Regions from separate parts of the Mus musculus genome. Here region 2 is linked to region 1. The links are chromatin contacts, called in public Hi-C maps. All regions are on one chromosome and are shown on one strand. The core of a region is the stretch at or near the end of the contact, and the rest is flanking DNA. Distances in the headings are between cores, read along the strand shown.

Region 1 (5,712 bases), core at 1,189-3,688:
CTGATAAAATGAGTGTGCTGGTTCATTTTTATTACCAACTTAACATAATCTAGAGTTATGTGAGAAGAGAAAACATTAGAGTTCATTGAAGATCAAACTTTGATCAAACCTGGCTCTGATGGGGTCTGTGAGAGACAGTCTTGCTCGATGATAGGGCTGTGTAGTATAAGAAAGCTAGCTGAGTATGAGCCAAACAGCAGACCAGCAGGCAGCATCCCCACATGGTTTCTCTTCTAGGCATGTCTGTTCCAAGTTCTTGCTTGGAGTTCCTGCCCTGACTTCCCTCCTTGATGGAACTGTAAATTGAAATAAGTCCTTTCCTCCATAGGTTGCTTTTGCTCACAATGTTTGTCCAAGCAATAGAAAGCAAGCTAGGACAACGAGCAAAGCTGAAAGTTAACATGTCACTATAGATGCCACCTCTGCAAATGAGCAAGCATGTTTCATATAAAGAACTCAAAGTTCTTAGTAACTTCTCTAATTAGTCAGTGCTTCATAAAAGGGCGAGGCTAACAGGTATATCTACTTTTGTCCTGTGAACTGGACAAGCTTTAGAAGGTAAACCTTTTCCAGGGGTAGTCCAACATTATTGTCTGTGTGTATTTAATACAGGTTATATTTAAGGATATATTCTACCAAGAGAAGTGCACGTTGCATGACTCTGTGTATCCTGTGTGACCTGAATCAGATCACAAGGGTTGTTAACATAAAGTGGTGTCATATAGATACAATTAAGACAACAAATCACTAAATTGGATAAAGGCCTTTATGCCAATATCCCAAATATTAGAACTGTTTCCATCTACTTCAAGCCTAATGGAATGAGATTGGATGGGAAGAAAAGGAGACAAATATAGAACTGTTAGTTCATTAATAGGATCTCTGGCAGTGAGTCACAAAATTATTTCCTGACTTGAGTACAGCATTTGCCTCACTTGTTTTTTTGTGCCCTCCCATTCTGCACTAGACACTTTGGTTAGGGTCTGCCATTCAGAAAGCATCACATATATGGTGATGCTAAAGGGCGGCTGATGCCAGCTTGTTGACCTGAGACAGTTGCTAGAAGTCTATGCTTAGTGTAATCATGATACACAGGAAGAGCCCATGTATATGAAGCCATTCACAACAGAACGCAGTGTTTCCACCTCAGTCATCATTGTCATCTGTGACTGTTTTCATGCTGCCTCTTGAATGATAGAGAAAAGAAAATTACATGTTGCTAATGAGCAATGAGGAAAAAACCGAAGAACCAAGAAACATAAGTTTTCTCAGGCCTGAGCCTCTGGGGAGTCCTTTAATGTCTGTAGTGTGGTGTGGAATCTATCAGCCCAAAGACAAAATGACAATGATGAGCCCTGCCGAGACTGTCAGAGCAAGGAAGGGGGAGTAGGAAATCATGTGAACTCTTACCTTTGTCTAAAAAGCAACCACACTCAATTTTCCAGTGAACTATTTTGTGGATATGAAGAAGATGACTTTAAATGTTTTATGTAGAGGGACAGATTACACCAAAGCCAACCCAATACTGACAATTGCTATAAATGCAGGATTTAAGGCATTAAACAGGTTCTGGAGGTAAGTATTAGAACTACCAGACAGAAAGGTGGGAGAACAGTATCTGTGATTTAAATACACAGCATTTAACTAGTAGCATCAAGCATACTCAGTATTCCGTGGTTAATCAGTCACGTTTGCGTGATAATTCTAACCATAGAGACTTTTATGGACTATAGAAATATGAAAACTTCCTTCTTATTTTGTGAACCCGATATAATAAGAAGATTTTTTAACTATCATGTTGGGCTGTTTAAGATAGAAAGTTAGCAGAACCAGGCATGGCGGCGCACGCCTTTAATCCCAGCACTTGGGAGGCAGAGGCAGGCGGATTTCTGAGTTCGAGGACAGCCTGGTCTACAAAGTGAGTTCCAGGACAGTCAGGGCTACACAGAGAAACCCTGTCTGGAAAAAAAAAAAAAGAAAGTTAGCAGAAAGTGTTAGACAATGAAGGCTCCAAAATGTGTCTCATAAAGATGCTTTTCCTTGACGAAAATGAGATAAACTGCTTGTAGAGAAGCTTTTCCTCAACATGATAAGAAACACTCCTAACCAATCTTCTACAACACACTTTGAATAATACTGGAGACACTCCTATTAAAATTGGGTATAAGCTGAGAATATAGGCTATGACCACAGCTTCACTACGATTTAATGGTTTTGAGGGGCTCATGGACTCTTCATAACTGTGGAAGTGAACCTCGCCACCACTATGTACCAACTTATGATTGTGTAGTCAAATTATTACAGAGAAGCTCTGTTCTCCTTAAGCGAATTCTCTGATCTCTCAGGGCTTTCTGAAATGTTCGAGGTGCTCTGCTCAGGATGCCCCTGGAGTACAGCAAGGATGCTTCCAGAGGACAGTGGGAGGGACTTGTTGTAGCTTCAGTGTTATGGTAATGATGTTTGCCTTTGCATGTTACAGACACTCCAGGTTCTATTGGTGCCTGATTAGAAAAGTCCCCATATTACTAGACCCACATTGGAATTGGGACTCTGTATCACTAGTTCTCATGGTGTTAGTTGTAGGACGTGTTGGAGACATGGAAACAGTTGTAGGATAATTTTTGGGGGAAGCTCAATGTGTCTTTCAGTATCTTTACATATGGGGAGTCTGGCGGGGCAAAGTGGACTTGAGAAGCAATATCAGTAGTGGGGCAGAGAATGTGATCTTTGTGTTAGGAGCACTTGGCTCAAGATCATCCAGTATTTGCCATCAAATATTGAATAAGTGAGTTACGCCTTTTCTCAGATTTCTGTTGGTCTAAAAGCTGCCTCAAAACAAAAACAAAAACAAAACAAAACAAAACCCCTCCAGGATTTAATGGGATGAAAAGCCTCTTGTAATTGAAAGACGGTATTTCTGAAAAGGCAGGAGGCTTTCATGTCTGACATTTTGTATTTTATCACTGTAATGCTATCAGACCGTTCCATTACCTAGTAGTCCTGGGTCAGAGCTGGAATTGCTGAAGCTGATACGGCTTGCTGTGTAAGGCCAAGGGGCTACATGGCCTGGGATCTGCAAGTTATGGTTGGGTGGGGGGCGCCTTTTGGTTTACCAGAAAGTCTAAGAGTATAATACTAAAATATTCACAGGTCGAATCAAAGACACCGAAACCATCATGGCTTTCTGCCATCACTTTGTTTGCTGTAAGGACTAATGCTCCTTCAAAGGGCAGCAACGATGATGAAATAGTAGCTGTCCTCATCTGTATGGTACAGAAGAACTTTCCGCTTCAGCTCTCTCAACTCTGAATCTCACACTAAATTCCTGATAGCTCCTTACTGCACACTGGGTTTTAAGAGCAGAAGCAGACCTGCAGTTGCAAGAGTGGGCACCAGTAGGTCTCTTTGCAGAGGAAACTAAGGACGCACAGAGTTTAGTAAAAGTCATAACATAAAGAAGATCTCGTTTTGAATGGAACCATTCCCTACATTAACATGCCAATTTTTACTTTACCATCTCAGCAACCATGTCAACCTAATTTCCCCTACAACTACCAATGGAGCAAGATGCATTGTGGCATACGACCGAAGAGAACTTTTTACAAGGGTTTGCCTTAGTCTGTCTGAATGATAGACCAGGTCCTTGAGGCTCCTGTCAATTGGACTGCTCTTAACACCTACTCTAATACATTGTCTTTCAGTCACAGACAGAAGAATTTGATCATGAAATGTTTGCAGGGAGCGGTGAGGGCAAGCAGTCAGAAATGACTTCAAGGTCTATGACAATTTTACCTTTAGGAACTTTCTAAATAAAGAATGATTATCATAAATAATATTAATGATAAAATCAACCAAGCTGATTGTAGATAGCATTGAGCTTTGTATAGTTTGGCCAAAGTTAAAGTCTGGAAACATGTTTACAGCAATTGAAACTTTGATATGTTTGGCCATTATTTTATCCTGTGGTGACATGTTTTTTTCAGTTGGTTTTAATCATTTTAAAACAAATATGCACATAAAGTTAGTATTTACACTGTAAATGTTACTTTGTACAGTTCTGATAAATTAGTAAAATTACTTTATTTTAATTTCAGCATCACTACAAAAGATAGTTTAACTTCAAAATGTTTTACGTACATTGCAAGTTATTTTTAACATAACAGTTGCACTCTATGTTAAATATTGCAGCATTTCCCCTGTACCATACAGAACAAAATAATGTTCTGCGTTGGGAGACTGAGAAAGCATATGAAGATTTATTCTTGATCCCAGGGAATATAGCTCACCAATGAAGAGTTTCACAGTATGGGAAAGCCTTGGGTCCAAAACACAGCATGGTAAAAACTTAAAATAAAAGATTCATTTTTAACATAATGGAAAATTTTAAAAAGGGTATGTTTGTGTGGAGACTGTGTTATTTAAAACATAGTTGGGGGGGGGGTGCGGGTTGCTGAAGTTTGCTGCCAGCCATGCAGTGCTGATGGGTGTTGTGTTCAGCTTTCCCTATCTGCTTCAGTTCACCACTGCGGCTCCAGCCTCGGGTCTGACGTGCCACAGCATGGCTTCCACTTTGCAGGAGCTGCAGAAAACCCAGAAGAGGTCAGAGTGTTGCTGGAAAAGTCCACTAGAAAAAAGACTACGTGATACTCTTACAAGTGAGAAAATCCAAGATTGAGACAGAACTAAAGAACAAGATGCAACAGAAGTCAAAGAAACCGGAACTTAATAATGAAAAGCCAGCTGCTGTGGTTGCTCCTCCTACAACAGGATACACCATGAAAATTAGTAATTATGGATGGCATCAGTCAGATAAGTGTGGGAAAATCTACATTACCTTAACTGGAATCCATCAGGTTCCCGCTGAGAAAGTGAGGTACACTTCCAGAGAGGTAGTTTGATCTTTTGGTTAAAAAAAACCACAAAACAAAAACCTAATGACAAGAATGCTCCATGATTGGGAACAAACTTTTCAAACCTATCTCTGTGGAAAGCAGTTTAAAAAAAACCATCAAGACCGACACAGTCATTATCCCACATAGAAAGAAAGCAGAAAACCCACGATGGGACTACTTAACTCAGGTGGATAAAAGAATGTGAAGAGAAAGAAGAGCCTTCCTCTGATAGAAAAACCTTCCTCTGATAGAAAAGCCTTCCTCCGACAGTGACGCAGACCCTAGTGAGGGATTAGTGAACATTCTAAAGAAAATTTATGAAGACGGAGATGGAGACATAAAATGAACCATTAATAAAGGCTGGGTGGAACCCAGAGAGAAGCGAGCCAGAGAAGACAGAATTTTGAGGCTTTCAAAAGTCCTTATGGGAACTCTGATGTGGAATGCTCGTGCTCCAGTAAGGGGATGTTGTTGAACTGTACATATTTCATGCGGGTATGTAGTTTTGACAGATAACTATTTACACAGCTTTCTAAGTAAAGACATCGGAGTCTCCATTTCTTACTGGAGGATTTGATTTAAATAAATAAGCTTATTAAACTTTTTCCTTCATTAGCACTCCAGACATTTTTTTTCTTCAGAAAAGGCTATATGGCATTCATACTGAAATGTAAAAGGGAAGTCTTACATAATGAAAATGTTATATCACAAATTTTTGTTCTGCCTGAAACATAAAAAACAGAAGCATTTGTCTATCTGTAACTGACATTAGGTCCCCATAATGTAAAAATTAAAAGCAAAATTTTTGCATAAAATCCAA
Region 2 (5,712 bases), core at 1,411-3,910, 99 kb after region 1:
TGATATCGAGGACTGTGAGAGCCACAAGCCCACAAAAAGCCAGGGACAACCCTCATAAGCGATGTATATTAGAAAGCTCACTCGGCTAGCACAGGAAGAAAATGCAGTGTCAGACAGAGTGGCAGGGTATCAGGGCAGAAGCTGCTACACTACAAGCCAGCTGTAGAGTAGCTGAGTGACAGCAATGGGGATGGGTAGGGTGGAATGGAGCTTGAAATTACAAAGAAAGATTGAAGTTGGAGGCAGGGGGTTCTGATTTGGGTAAATGAGAGGAAGGAAGGAAAGAAGGAAAGAAGGAAGGAAGGAAGGAAGGAAGGAAGGAAGGAAGGAAGGAAGGAAGGAAGGAAGGAAAATTGTAGTTCAGCCAGTTAGCTTTGAGATGACTGGGGAATATCTAGGTAGAGACAACCAAAGACAGTTCTGCATGGCTTGAGCATGCAGTGCCCAAGTCTTAGATTCGGAAGCCACAGGCATAGAAAGGGTCACTGAAGAGAATTTGAGATGGATGGATGGATGGATGGATGATTCTTGCCACCCCCCTCCCAGGGATATTTGACAAGGAACTCTCCAACCTACGTTTCAAAAGTCCTGAGAATGAGGAAACTTGGAGTTGACGGGAGAGGGAAGACTGAGGTGAAAGCTAGGGTCAAAATCCTGAGAGCAGCAGGCATGTAGGAGGGGAGAAAGGAAGAATAGGGAGCCCAAATGGGAGTCACCCCAGAGAAGCACCCAACTAGAGGACAATGGCTTTAGTGCTAAAGCTGCAAGCCTTTTGGGAGGGCAGGAAGAGGAAGGACAATTGACAAGAATTTTCGGACAAGTCCCTCTGCTCTGTATAACATTATGAAAAACAGGGACAGACTGACTATCGGTGGGCCTGATAGGTAGAGTTCCACATTGAAGGTAGCTTCCTTAGGCTGAGTGTGAACTTGGAGTGAGCGCAACAATGAGCTCTACCCCTCTGTCCCAAATTCCTGTCTTAATAGTTTCCTTCTTTTAGTTCTTTTCTTGTTTTCATTTAGTGTTGGGAGGAACCTAGGGTCTCATCTATACTGGGTTGGAGAAAGAGGTGGGAAGTTTTTATCCCTCTGTCTGTCTCTGTCTCTGTCCTTCTGTCTTTCTATACCCCCTCTCTTCTCATTAGAAAGTTAATCTAATGATCTTTTTTGCTCAGTGTGTGTGGTGCGGGGAGGGGGGCGGTAGACTAGGTTTGGGATTTCACTACCAGAAAAGGCATGAGGTGCCTTTTGGCCACCCCCTTCTGCTTGATATTTTCCTATGGCATTTGGCATCTTTGGGACTTGAGACCTATTCAGTAGGAAAGCAGAATGCCTTTATGGATTGCTCGGGATGAATAGGTACTTTACACAGATCTAAATAGTATCTGATCTCATAGGATCATTAATGTCTTCATAGTGTTTGTCTCTATACCTTACACAATAAGGATGACAAATGCAGTTGTGGTTTTTTTGTTTGTTTGTTTTTTGCTGTTTTTGTTTTGCACAGCTGTTTTAATCCTCAGTCAGATTCACACCTAAGCTAACTTGTGGGCCTCAGCGTTGGAGGGAGAGGCAAAAGAACTTCCTTTAACCCAGGTTTCAAGCTCAACCATACCTTTAAAGATTAACACTCAGAGAACATGTTTTCTTATTGTCAACGATGAGAGCAAGTTTACATCGGAAGTCTTGCTTTCTGATTGGCAGGCATTTGGTGTAAACTTGCAACAGTAACAGCTCTTTTCTGTGAACCAGCATTGATTTTCATGTCTCTTTCTAAAGCAAAGAAGAGGAAAGTAAACATGCACGCTCGCTTTCCAAAGCTAGTGAGTTCTTAGTCAAGTAAAATAACGGGCAATTTAGCAAAGATCACGCTGGTGGATTGGGAAAATCTTTCAGCATGCAGCATCTCAAGTTATCTTTGTTTTCTTCTGTTTTCCAGTCATGTTGGGCTCAGAAATTAGTATTTTAGAGAAAGTAGCGAATAGAGAAACTCCTCCAACACAGAGATGCTCTTGCACCCCTGGGCAGTTCCAAGTTCCTGGAGCAGTCACAAACCAAATGCCTGGTAAAAATCTGAGCCAGAACTAAGTCTAGTGGCCACAAAACAACATCAGTAGCAACAATAGCAAACTCCGCACAACTCAGGGTGGTCTAGGGAAGGCTTATATAAACTGCCAGTGCTAGTTCCAACACCTACTGTGCTAGGCTTTCCCTGATCCACACTGCCCTCATAGCTGAGGCACCTCTCTCGCCCCCTATGGGAAAGGAAAAACAAGTGTTTCGAAATGAAAGGGCAACAACAGGGTCACGTTGCTCCAGTTGCTCCAACTCTGAACTTAGGGAAACTTTAAGGCCGACTTAGCAAAGTCTCCCCTGCACAGGCTTTTATCCAGAGTCCCAAATGGCTGAAAGCAAGATGCTCCTTTTCTTGATCTGAAGAAAAAAGACTAGCTGACGAAAAAAAGGATGGACTTTGGGGGGAAATGCAGAACTATGGCCCTTGGCTGTGGAGCGGCCGAGATGATGTCATCGCTTCTGCAGGAGAGGCTGGGGGTGGAGCAGCGGAGTGGGAGCCGGCTTTGCTCTCGCCGCTGCCAAGGCTGCTGAGCCCACGTCAGGGGACGCGTCTGGATAAATAGGGTTCCACAATGGCCGTGGCCCGCTGCGCTCCGAGCTGCGGGACTCGAGACTGGAGCTTCCCGCGGGGGTCGTTGCTCTGGAGGCTGAGTGCTGGCGCTGCCAGTGCCGGTGCGCCCAGGGGTGATCGACGGCCAACCCCCCAGAACTCCTCATCAGTGCAGACTGGAGCTCCAGCAGGAAAGCTCACTCCACTGCCCCTAGGTAAAGAGATAAGGAGGTCAACGGGGCTGGAAGAAAAGGGTCCTCCCAGCAGAGACTGCAGCCCAGGAGGACAGTGCCATGCTCCGCTCCATCCTGGTGGCGTTATGCCTGTGGCTGCGCCTGGCGCTGGGAGTTCGCGGAGCGCCCTGCGAAGCTGTGCGCATCCCCATGTGCAGGCACATGCCCTGGAACATCACCCGGATGCCCAACCACCTGCACCACAGCACTCAGGAGAACGCCATCCTGGCCATCGAACAGTATGAAGAGCTAGTGGACGTGAACTGCAGCTCTGTGCTGCGCTTCTTCCTTTGTGCCATGTACGCACCCATCTGTACCCTGGAGTTCCTGCACGATCCCATCAAGCCCTGCAAGTCTGTGTGCCAGCGCGCACGTGACGACTGCGAGCCCCTCATGAAGATGTATAACCACAGCTGGCCAGAGAGCCTGGCCTGCGATGAGCTGCCGGTCTATGACCGTGGAGTTTGTATCTCTCCAGAGGCAATAGTCACTGACCTTCCAGAAGGTAAGAGAAGAGGAGGTATCAAGGAGGCCAAGAGATTCTAGGGAACAAACACACTCGCATGAGAAGCAGATGGTGTCTGCTTAGAGCCCACCAGCTCCTGTCCCAGCCTTGGGGGAGGTGAAGGGCCCAGAAGTTTATCTCTCAGGGATTTCTCAGGGGAGAGAAACAGCTCCCTGAAGGACATGGAGAATAAGGTTGTTGGAGAATAACCCATTTAAGTGTCTAATATAAGGTAAATAAAGGAAACAATAGCTTAAGCAAAGAAAGCTGGTGCTTGAGACAGTCCCAGCACGTGGTGGCTAATATGTTCTCATTCCATGCTGACCGGGAGTTCTTTCTCGAAGAGCAATAATAGCTCCGGCTTCCCACCCGGCGGCGTAAAGTTTGTAAATGTAGTCGCCCTGGTTAAACTCCACTCTGTGCCTATGTTGTGGTCACTGAGCAGAGCCCTGTGGCATGTTGGTTAATCTGATCCTGTGTCACTTCCTCCGTTATTTTCTTTTATGCTGTTTTACTGTTACTGTTGGAAGGGACACTACGAATTCATTTCTTGAAATGAAACCTGAGAACATTATTGCATTATTTTATTGAGGCTTCCCCTAAGTCAGATCATCCTCTATTTAAAGAGGCTGCGCCTAGGATATGAGTTAAAGGGGGTGGGCGTGATTTATCAACCTTGCTTTAAACGGTTCTCTTATTTGGAATACTAGAAAAAAAGTTCACATTAGACAACTGCTTCAACTTTGTTAAGCCTGGAAGTTATGCTTAGTACTGTTGACAATGCAGCTGTGGGCTGTTCCTGCACTGCAGTGGGAGGTAGCAGCGTGGAAACAGGCTGGTGGTTCTAACAGAAGACTTGGAACAGCAGTGTCAGGGTGCTCAGGGAAGGGGCGAGGAGACTGCTCCAGGTTAGTGTCATGGATGTTCATTTGCATCAGATTCTGCTTGAGTCAGCAAATTCTTGACTCAAAGACTCTTTTCCTTAGGCCTGAGTTGTAGTGAGAAAGGTAGGTAACAATCACATTATTTTTACTACGGCAATACTGTGTTGGATGTTTGTATTGGCTCGTAGCCTCCAATGGTTCCTATTCCACGTGAATGAGGAGACCCAGGCATTGACTACATCCCTGAGGCCCTGTTTGTGTTTCAGATGTGAAGTGGATAGACATCACACCAGATATGATGGTGCAAGAAAGGTCCTTTGATGCTGACTGTAAACGTCTGAGCCCTGGTGAGTTCTGTCCTCGGGCTTCCTCTGCTCTGTGCGCAGAGTGATGTCCTTTCCCCACTGCCCATGGACTTTGTGTCTCTTTCAGATCGGTGCAAGTGCAAAAAGGTGAAGCCGACCCTGGCAACATACCTGAGCAAAAACTACAGCTATGGTGAGTTTTCTGATAACAGCATTTGCTTTGGGGACTTGGCACAGCAAGGCACTGAAATCGCACGAGACTGGATATAGTAGTCAAGAAGGGGTAATGGATGGGTAATTACATGGTTTCCGGACCACTCAACAACCATAAAGTGTCTTTGCTGGGTTAATGAAAGCAAGCACAAGATAAATAATTCACATAAAAAACTGACCTCAGTGAAAACTGCTATGCACAGAGTGGTCGAGACTGCCGCTCCGTTTCTCAGGTTGTTCCCTTACAGGAAGGACAGGGCTTTGGACCAGGATTTGTTTATCTGAAGACCAGAGGATGAAGATATGACCATGTGCCTTTTTCTTCACCAACAGCTACAGATGCTTAGGCATCCTCTCTTTTACTTGAACAAACCATTTAGTACTTCCTCCAGAGGGAAAAAACAAAGCCCATGCTATTTTAAAAGTTTTGAGTACTTTTAATTCTCTATCATCATTTGGAAATACAATTCTCTTATGTTCTTTAAAGATTTGTACTTGAGATCAGAAATGATTCAATTGCTTGCACTGGCACATATGTGCACACACCCACATGACACATACATACACTATACAAACATATACTTGAAAAGAAGAAAAAACAAATCAAGTGCCTCCTTGGGCTATTTAGTATTTTATTGAATTTCTAAACTTTTAAATTTCTCCTAAAATAACAAGGACAAAAAAGTAACAGGAAAGATATATAGTTTCTTCATCAACTTGGTTTTCATATTTTAACTGATACATGATTTCAGTAGAATATTTAGATTATTTAGAAAGTAGGAGAGATATGGAGCTCTTGGGAAATAACCTGTAGTTAGGTTGTCAAACTTTAGAGTCATGAATAACCAATGTGGATAATTCAATTACAGAAAAAATCTTTTTCTTCCAAATAGGTTATTTTCCTGAAACATGTTCTATGTGGATATTACCTTACTTTGTTCTGCTTA

What was found. A called contact is a pair of places that touch in the nucleus more often than the background predicts.
Region 2: a contact with region 1 is called in a Hi-C map of embryonic stem cells, with 4 times the contacts expected there. The contact joins the promoter of Sfrp4 here to the enhancer-like site in region 1. A contact is called at or near these places in 4 of 39 promoter capture datasets (embryonic stem cells, epiblast stem cells and stem cell-derived epiblast-like cells), 2 of 15 datasets of contacts at CTCF or cohesin (embryonic stem cells and stem cell-derived epiblast-like cells), 51 of 484 Hi-C or Micro-C datasets (the C2C12 cell line, the G1E-ER4 cell line, MC3T3-E1-derived osteoblasts and 12 more), 20 of 115 datasets of contacts at active chromatin or transcription factors (the 230-238 cell line, bone marrow-derived macrophages, embryonic fibroblasts and 5 more) and 3 of 9 other capture datasets (embryonic stem cells, macrophages and pancreatic islet).

Annotation. Positions count from the first base shown.
Region 1 is chr13:19,521,428-19,527,139 of GRCm38.p6, forward strand. It overlaps the pseudogene Gm18363. Among named protein-coding and RNA genes, the nearest start is that of 9330199G10Rik, 20 kb to the left of the region's middle. Within about 2 kb of position 2,439, at least 3 of the 459 cell types and tissues checked have an H3K27ac peak or open chromatin away from gene starts, as enhancers often do. A contact at or near this core is called in embryonic stem cells, where this site is marked.
Region 2 is chr13:19,620,515-19,626,226 of GRCm38.p6, forward strand. It overlaps Sfrp4 (secreted frizzled-related protein 4), which reads left to right and starts at 2,661. Exons shown (of 6, transcript NM_016687.3): 1 at 2,661-3,363; 2 at 4,514-4,594; 3 at 4,680-4,745. The coding sequence starts at 2,919.